2 separate regions of the Mus musculus genome follow, and region 2 is linked to region 1. The links are chromatin contacts, called in public promoter capture Hi-C maps. All regions are on one chromosome and are shown on one strand. The core of a region is the stretch at or near the end of the contact, and the rest is flanking DNA. Distances in the headings are between cores, read along the strand shown.

Region 1 (4,881 bases), core at 1,524-4,023:
GATCTCTAGGAAGCAGAGTCCTCCAGGCCCATGCTAGTGGTGGTGGCAATGGAGACTCATTTGGCCTAGGACCTTTGGTTCTCTGCAAGGGTGTTCCTAGAAACTGTCAGGAGGCTCTGATGGAGGGGTTGGGTGGGGGATAATCTGAGAGAAGATGGTTCCTTCAAAAACCCTGAGGCAGTGAGAGAGGAGAGGGTAAGGCTGGAGGGAGACCTAGGAGGGCACAAAGTATAGGTGGACCCCACTACTCCTCCCTTGCCCCAGGCTTCACTCCTAGGGACCCCTGCATATATGTGTGGGTATGCTCACAGAGGCCAGCTTCCCCAAATCCAGCAAAGAGACCAGTTCTTATCTCCCTCTTGGGAGACCCTGGAGAGGATGGGTATAGGGCAGAAGTTTTGGGGGTGACTGGCCCCCCTAGTAAAAACCCAGGTGACTATATACAAACAAGGCCTCTTCAGAAGTAGAATTCCCAGCTCTGACTTCCCCTGGGTACATTTTGGGGAAATTGAGGCATGGCCATGAATGTGAGCAAACTTTCCTTACAGGCTCGACCTGAGCCCTTCTCTGGATACAACAGAATCTGGTGGGCTGGGCCAGCCTGACATTAACTGAGGGATGTAGAGAGACCTTCAGTGACAGGCTGCCGTTACGACACTGGAATGACAGGTCGATAACATTTCTCTCTGTCCTTCTGAAGTTCTATGGCCAGCTCTTCCCAATGACCCACATATAGTCTACCTTTGTCTGATATTACTAACAAGGCCACCATCCTTCCTAGCTTCAGCATTTGAGTCTGCTAGGGTCAGGCCTTCAGCCAGGATACTGGTATGAGGGCTCAGGAGTAGGCCTGTAGCACTCTAGTATTTTCTGGTTTGCCCAGGTCTTGAGGGGTGGGCTACCAGGAGGCGAGGACCGTAGGCCTTAGCTATTACCTTGACCAGCTTTCTGGCTGCTCCCCTACCCCCAGCCGAGGTCCTAGCTTATAAGAAGAGGCTGGGCCAGATTTCTAGGTCCACCTATCCATGGAGAATGTCCGGAATGCACATGACCTCAGTAGGTGAGCCCCGGTGTTTGCTTAATGGGATTCCTGGCTAGCTCAGCCAAGGGCACCAGGCACGTGGGGCCAGGAATACACACACCAGGACAAAACAAACTGCTAGAGACCCAGGCCTGAAGGCACACAGACTCTGAACAGGCTTGGACAGGCAGCCCTGCCCTTGGGGAAATCTAGGCCAGGACCTTAGGACTAGGTAGGAGGGATAAGGCTGGGGCTACCTCTACCCTGCAAAAGGTTCCCTCCCTGGAGGCTTCTAGAGCTGAAGTGGGGGTAGGGAGGCAGGAAATCCAAACAATCCATTGGTGGTGAAGATGTAACACCCAGGCCTAGAAGGCCTGGGGGCTCAGGCTGGTTTTACTGTAGCCACTTTCCGGGTTGAAGGGAGGCCCAGCGTGTTAGAGCATTTGGTAGGTTCACCAGTGGAACGGGAGGAGGCCCCGGCAGGGCAAGGAGGGCGGAGGAACTGGCTCCAAGTTCAAATTCCAGCTCTCCACACTGAGTGACCTTGGGGAGGGGTCGGCTTAGTCACCTGGGCTCTTGGCTCTCCTTGTGGGAGCTGGGTGTGGTCCTGGAATGGGAAGGGGGAGTCCCTTAGGACCTGGCTGGGTCCTAATCTGGGGACAAAGTTCAGGAATCATCAGGTGGGAGCAACAGAGGCTGAGATGAACCAGAAAGTTGTTCGTGGGAAGGGATGGGTGCATCTGAAGAGACCCAGGCAGGCTGGGAGGGAGCAATGGGCAAAGCAGCCCTAGATAATAGACAGCTCCAGGAGAAGTCCACGCACAAAGTAGGATCACTGAGAGTCTAGGGTGGGAAAGGCCCCAGAAGTGCCCTGTCTCCTCAGCAGCCAAGGAGGGCTGCACAGGGGACATAGCAAAGGTGGGCTGTGGACATGTTTTGCCCTTTTCTGCCTCCAGCGATAGTTTTGTGTAGTACCGCAGACTTCTCGGTCCCGGGCAAGCTATGGATGTTCATAGCCCCTCCCACCAACTGATCCCCAACCCCCACATCTATCCCCATCTCCCACCCTCATCCCCTGAGAGGCCACACTTCAACTTTGACCTGAAGACTGACTGACTCAGCCTGATGTTTCCCAGGCTCTGGGTTTCTTTTGAGCTCAAACAGCCAGGAAAAGGCCAACCTTTAGGCCCTGGGTGGTATGTCAGGTCAGATCCTGAAGGAGGTCCAGCCTGCTGGATGAAGGCCCTCCCTTCCTCACCACCTCTCTTGTCAACTGCCAGGTTCCCCTCATCCGCCCCAGGGCTGGGAGGGGGCCGGGACCAGGGCGAGTGAGTCACACACCGCTGGCTTAAAAATATCACGAACCACTGGCCACCACCCGCTGGACCGACCGGGCTTTAACCGAGCGGTTCTTGTGCTAAAAGCCCAAGGAAGGGTCAGGCCCAGCCTCTCCCCCAAGTTTCTACGTCCCACGCCACACCCGCAGCCCCCCTAGCCAAGGCTTAGCTGTCCTGAGTCCGGAGATCCGATCCGGGCCATCCCAAACCTCACTCTCAGGTGCTCTCAGCTCTCTGTTCTGGCTTGCCTTCCAAACCAAGCGCCCAGACCCAGAGTCCCGAGCGAGAGCTCCACATCTCACGGCCATTCTGGGAAACTGAGGCTCAGATTGGCAAATTCCCTGGCTGAAGTGCTCACCTGCGCTCCGTCCCTCAGCGCCTGTGCTTGGTTAGGCCCCTCGGTCAGCTTGTCCGCCGTCTGTCTGTCAGAGCCTCTGGAGCTCCCTCTCCCGGGACAGGCGGGACCTCTGCTGGGCCGGATAGGCCGGGGCGGGGCTGTGCGAGGAGGAACCTGAGCGACAGGTTACCGAGTCACCCGGGAGTGGGCACGAGGGAGCCTGAAGGAAGGGGGCGGGCCCGGGCACCATTCCCCCCCACCACACCAACTGTGGTTCTGCCTCCCTGCCTGCCTCTGACTGCCCTCCCAGCGGTCCCCAAAGCACCTGGGGCCCCTTTGCAGCTGGCCCCGGAGAACAGGGTGCGGCCCCAGCTGCTCTAACTGGCCAAGCTGCAGTAGCAGATGGGGACATGGGCCTGCCTGCAGGGGCAGTACTGGATGAAGCCTATGAGTGCTGCAGCCTTGGGGAAGTCTCAATCAAGCCGCCATCAGGTACCCTCCACCCCAAGTAGCACCGGGACAGAGCTCTTTAGTGGTTTAGTCCTGGGGCATTGGGTCCAAGGCTTTTTGAGTTTGGGAGCTTTCAGCTCCTGGTGGGGGCCCCTCCCTCCTTCACATACAGGAGTTCTTAAAGTCCCCATCCACTAGAGCATCTCCTGAGGGATGAGCTATCTCTAGAAGAGGGTACCTGTCTCCACCATGTTGACAACCCCCCTCAAAGCTACTCTGCCCACCTTGCTATTTGACATCTTGGGGCAGGGTTGGGTGAATTTAGATCAGCCAATTAGCTGGCTAGGAGGAAATAAACAAGAGTTGTGGCCTGCTAGCCAAGGTACTGCCCTTATGTGAACAGGGACCCTAAGGCCCCGGCTATTGTTCCCAGAGTTGGGGCAGAGGAAGTGGGTGCTGCCAGGAAGTCAGGGTCCCAGGCTACAGCCTCAGAAGGGCAGGGCCCTGGCACATTTCTCCTGGGCCCTGGACAGTTAGCACTTCCTGGGGTACTGAGGGCCAACAGCAGTTTTTAGCCTGGCTTGTTGCCCACTTGACACACTTTGGGACATCACAGGTGAGCTGGACAGAGGAGTGGCAGAAGTGGACCCCAAGCCCAGCTCTTGATGAACCCCAGAGAGGCTTCCTGGTTCATAGCCCTTACTGCTGATCTCACAGAACTGGTCCAATCTTGCTCTGCCTGTGACCTCGCCCTGGCCCAGCAAGCAGGGGTCAAGTGGTCAGCTGTGTAATGGGAGGAGCAGGCTTATGTGTGTGCTCTGACATTCCTGGGCAGAGCTAGGGATGGGTAAAGGGTGGAAAACATGCAATGCAACTCAGGGATGGCTCCTTTGTGCTGCTGGCGGTCAGTCTTCATAACCTTTGCTGTGAGGCAGCCCAAGCTGGTGGTGGTAACTGATGTCCACTCTGGGTCACATGGAGTGAATGCCACTTCCATGTGGCCAGTAAGAACAGGGGAGTGGCTGAGCCCTCCAGACCCACCGGCCTTAGCCCATTCTGCCTACCCAGGCTATACTTGCTCAAGCCACAGAGACATTGTGGAGAGAAGTGCTCATAGGCTTTCTAGACATTACTCCTTCCCAACCCTGCCTGTGGGCTAGGTAGAGCACGTCTCCAGGTAGTTCTGGTATTCACCCAGTCTCTGGGAGACATGAGTTAAAGGAAATCAGCTAAGGACCCATGTGTATAGAAGGTTCCCTGGTCCCAGAGAAGGCTCTGGACGGCCCAGAAACCTACCACCTTCAACATACTTCACAGGGAGGCTTCTGGCTAGTTACCAGGGTAGAGAGAAGCCAGGTAGAGGTTACAGAGTAAGTCCTGGATAGGGCTGAGAAGGGGAAACAGGGGGTGGGGGTGGGGCTCTTCCATACTGGACCCTGGGGAATGTAGGTGGTTATAATGAAGACAAAGTCATGACAGCATAATTACTTATTTATTTTTTAAAAGAGAAACTAGATATTTGAACATAACGACATAAACAGAAAACACATAACAGAATGAAAGAAACTGTAAAAAAAAAATACTGCTTAAATACTTTCTGAGAAAAAAATGGGCTAGGAAAAGAAAAACAGGAGATGAGATTCATTTGGCATCTACAAAGGCTGCAGTTTGGTGGACTGCGACTCCCAGAATCATAGACTAAAAGCGGTTCTTTTATTCTGTCTTCTGCTCCCTAC
Region 2 (4,515 bases), core at 1,248-3,747, 330 kb after region 1:
TGAGACCAGAGTGAGGACAGAACCTGACAGGTAAAGTGTCAACAGTTGTGCATCAGGGGCAGAAGTGGGTCATCCTGGGTGGAGCAAAGGCTGACCCTGACCCTTGTTCTTACAGCAGGGCTGGTCAATCCCTGTCCCTCTGATGATCCCTGGGGGCAGAGATTGCCCTTAGCACTTAACAAAGAAGATGGAAAAATCCAAAGACTGAGTCTCAACTTCCCCTGATGTTTCATATGGGAAGGAGCGAGTCAGACAGGAAGAGGTCTTCTGTCCAGCTCACTTGGGGGCCACAGGAAGACACTGACTAGGGTGGTCATACATGCAGGGCTGAGTATAGCTCCCCACCTCTGTGGGTGGGGAGACGAGCCTGGGGATTGAGTGCATGTGAAGGCCTTGATATGCAAAGCCCTCAGGCTCATCAAGGCCACCAGGGAAATAGGATCCCTGTGACTGAGAAAGGCAGAGAAGTGGCCATAAAGTTTGAGGTGACCACTAACTTTCAGGATGGTCTGAGAACATCCAGGAGCAAATGTGTTGGCCTTCAGGAACGTTGGGAGACCATAGTAAACAGAGCTATGACTGAAGTTAAATATTGTTCACTATTTAAAAAGTTATATACCAAGCCGAGCGTGGTGGCGCATGCCTTTAATCCCAGCACTTGGGAGGCAGAGGCAGGCAGATTTCTGAGTTCGAGGCCAGCCTGGTCAACAGAGTGAGTTCCAGGGCAGCCAGGAATACACAGAGAAACCCTGTCTCGAAAAATCAAAAACAACAACAACAACAACAAAAAAGTTATACCAAGATCCATCATTCCTGAAACCAGAGTGTGTTGTGACCACAGGATAACGCTTGCTATCACTTAAGGGCTGGGTGTGTGTGTGTGTGTGTGTGTGTCATTCATATTATTTTATCTCCCACTCCGCTGAGAGGCAACAGAAGGATGTGTGAAGAGCAGTGTGAAGTAGGCCTTGGAGAGGTATCCGCAGAACAGAAAGAAATAACACCAGAAACCAACAGAAACCACCACTTTCAGGCTCCAATCAGAGTCCCTGTGGCCAGTCCAAAGCCCTACCCCTGAGGCCTGAGGCCTGACTGAGGCCTGGAAGGAGGCCTCTGTGAGGTAGGTACGCCCATGGAAACCACTCTACCTAGCTTCCCAGAGGCAGACTTTTTCAGAGATGTTGACTAAACCAGCACCAGCTAATAGGACTGCAAAGAAGGGAGTCTGTAGGAGGTGCTGATGTCTCTGTGAAGAACTCAAGAAAGATAATGAAATGAGTGGAACCTAGAAACTAGAGCAGCCCCAGCTCCCAAGACTCAGGGCACTAGGAAGGGTGGGTGCTGCAGGGCACCTTGAAGGAGATCTCTGTAGTAGCCTGGTCCTTCCAGTGCCACCAAGATAGAAAGTGGATGCAAGTCCTAACAAGAGAAGCCAGGCCAGATGTCCCTGTTATCACTGAGTCCTTCAGTATGATCAGGAGTAGCTTTCCTGGTCACAGCCCTCACCCCACCAAGCGTTTGAGAAAGCGTCTCTGGTAGGACGAAGGTCCTCTCGGTGACCATGCCACTAGCACTAATAAATTTTGTTAGGGCAGGAGGGAAAAAGAGTGGCTGTAGCACCAACAGGCCAGCCCAGGACCATGAGGTCAGAGCCAAGTGACCGAAGATCATTTAGTTCTAATACCAAAGTCCAGTGGTTGATCACACTTAGGGCACTAGGGCTCTGCAAGGAGAGAGACACAGAGGCGTGTTAGCATTTTGTCTAGGCTCTGCCCCACAGTTATCTGGCAACAGCTGGGTGTGCCTGACTCACACTAAAAGGGGCTGCTCCCCCCCTTACTCTCTAACCTTCCTGCACCTGCTTCCCCCTCCTCATTCCCCACTCCCTCCGAGTGCTCATGGCCAGCCTCTACTTCTCTGTTCTCTCTCTCTCTCTCTGCCTTTCTCTGTCTCTACTACCCTCTCAACCCCCTCCCCATGAATAGAGAATAAACTCTGTTCTATGCGATACCACCGTGTGGCTGGTCCCTCAAAGGGAAGGGACGCTTCAGCGTGGGCCTGCAGAGGCCCCCCCTCCCCCAACATATGACTGCATAGCCACCGAAGATATTCCTTCTCTCTCCTCTTTAAAACACAAGAAGTACCGTTCATCCCACCTGTCTATGAAGCCAGGAGAACTGGCGTTCATAGTGAGAGGCTCTCTGGGCACTCTTTATTGCTGAATAAAGAATAGAGGGTTCTTTGGGGCCTGGCTGGGACCTTGATAAGGAACAGTGAGGTTCTGCAGCTGTGAGCGTGAGCTTGGTTGACTCCAGGACCCCTCACTCTTAAACACTGAGGTTTGGGCCTTGGGACAAGTCCTGACTTGGGCTCCTGGCCTGGAAGTTCCCCTGATTCACAATCCTTCCTGACATCCTGCCCTGGAGTAATTTGATCCGCAGGCTTTTTAGATCCCCGCCCCTCTGAACCCAGAGCAGTTTCATCAAGCCAAAATTCAGGAAAAGGAAACTTCTGAGAAACCGAAACTGCCGCAGAAAGGGCAGACCCGCAGCGCGCTCCATCCTTTGCCCTTCAGTGCTGCCTTTGCTCCGCACCATGAACCACACTTCTCAAGCCTTCATCACCGCTGCCAGTGGAGGACAGCCCCCAAACTACGAAAGAATCAAGGAAGAATATGAGGTGGCTGAGATGGGGGCACCGCACGGATCGGCTTCTGTCAGAACTACTGTGATCAACATGCCCAGAGAGGTGTCGGTGCCTGACCATGTGGTCTGGTCCCTGTTCAATACACTCTTCATGAACTTCTGCTGCCTGGGCTTCATAGCCTATGCCTACTCCGTGAAGGTGAGTGTGCTAGAATGGGGGGAGTGATGGTGTAAAAAGGTGTGTGTGAACCTGAAGCTCCATCTACCCAGATGGCACCGAGGTATGAGTGTGGGGTCCTTTGTTTAAAATAAGTTTGTGTTCATTCTTCTGTGGTGTGTGTGTGTGTGTGTGTGTGTGTGTGTGTGTACACGTGTAGGCTTAAAGGCTCTCTGGGGGCAGACACAGGGTGAGGCTGCCTGGGGATTCTGGAGTCAGACTCTTCCAATGCAGAGATGCCTATAGCACCTTCACTCAACAGACTGGGATTCTAGCCTGTGTGGAAAATGTTCAGGAGATTCATGGGGAACAATAGCCTACAGTGGGGTGAACAACAAGTGCTAGGGCCTCCTGGATGATCAGAGGATGTAAAATGTTCCTGACCTAAGATGGGGAGATGCAGTCCACAGGGAGTACGTCAGGAAAACTGTCAGAGCATCTGCCTATCAGCTCCAGGGCCACTGACCGTGTCTATCTGTTCTGCTCCAGTCTAGGGATCGGAAGATGGTGGGTGATGTGACTGGAGCCCAGGCCTACGCCTCCACTGCTAAGTGCCTGAACATCAGCACCTTGGTCCTCAGCATCCTGATGGTTGTTATCACCATTGTTAGTGTCATCATCATTGTTCTTAACGCTCAAAACCTTCACACTTAATAGAGGATTCCGACTTCCGGTCCTGAAGTGCTTCACCCTCCGCAGCTGCGTCCCTCCTTGCCCCTCCCTACACGCAGGTGTAACACTCATTTATCTATCCACAGTGGATTCAATAAAGTGCACTTGATAACCACCATCCTATGACTGCTTTTATTCCTCCCACCCCTCTATCTTCCTTGCTCTGAGGTGGACATGTAGGTTATCCTCAATTTGGCAGTAGTCTCTGGCCTGCTGTTGTGGACATTTGCTGGCCAAAGTCCTGGATGGTATTTGGCTGCTTCAGGCAGGGAGAACTCAAGCTTCAACTGGCCCTGGCCCCACATTTCCAGGGCACCCAGTCCAGTTCAGAAGTGGAGGACCAGGTCTGGGTCCGTATTCTTCTGGACGAATACTCTGAACCAGACAAGATGGTGTCAAAAGTTCCATGCCTGCTTCCCGGGGGAACCCTGGGCTGATCCTGTCCAGGATTTGCTGGGTGCTGTGGTGGGGGCCTGGTGTCCCCTACTGGTCCCACAGCAGCGATGCAGTTCATTCCTTGTCGCCCTGGAGCCTAGAATGACCTTTTAAGGCTCAAAGTCGCTGCCCTGGCGCCCCCTGCCGGCACTCTGCAGGTACGGTGGCCGCGTGGTGCTTCCATTCCCCCACCCCCCCACCGACCCCGCTCCCCCGGACCCTATATGGTAAGGGAGAGCGCCAATCACGCCTTCTTGTGCCGGGGTATGCAGGACTCACCTCTCTGGTCGGGATCCTAGTACCCACGTTTCCACTTCACTTAGTGCATTGAGTTTAGGAGTCTCCTGGGAATGGATGGGCGCTATCTGTTTCTGTTGGTGCAGGGGTCAATCATTCATCTCATAGCTGCCTTTCCAAGGGAACTTATTTCTGGTTCCCAGAGGCAAGCACCTCAAAAGTAGCCTGGATCTATGGGACTCCGTTTGTCCTCCTAAATCATTGTGGTGGGGTTTTAATGTCACCATCATACCCAGGGCAGCACGGTGG

The links. Promoter capture Hi-C pulls out the DNA fragments that hold promoters and counts their contacts.
Region 2: a promoter capture Hi-C map of liver shows a contact between it and region 1. The contact joins the promoter of Ifitm3 here to the promoter of Eps8l2 in region 1. A contact is called at or near these places in 3 of 39 promoter capture datasets (liver and neural stem cells) and 1 of 115 datasets of contacts at active chromatin or transcription factors (large pre-B cells).

Annotation. Positions count from the first base shown.
Region 1 is chr7:141,336,894-141,341,774 of GRCm38.p6, reverse strand. Eps8l2 (EPS8-like 2) reads right to left here and starts at 2,773. Exons shown (of 21, transcript NM_133191.2): 1 at 2,717-2,773. It overlaps Tmem80 (transmembrane protein 80), which reads right to left. Exons shown (of 6, transcript NM_001141950.1): 6 at 4,620-4,881. It also overlaps a transcript of Deaf1 not described here.
Region 2 is chr7:141,008,726-141,013,240 of GRCm38.p6, reverse strand. Ifitm3 (interferon induced transmembrane protein 3) reads left to right here and starts at 2,497. Exons shown (of 2, transcript NM_025378.2): 1 at 2,497-2,844; 2 at 3,352-3,651. The coding sequence starts at 2,596. The coding sequence ends at 3,516.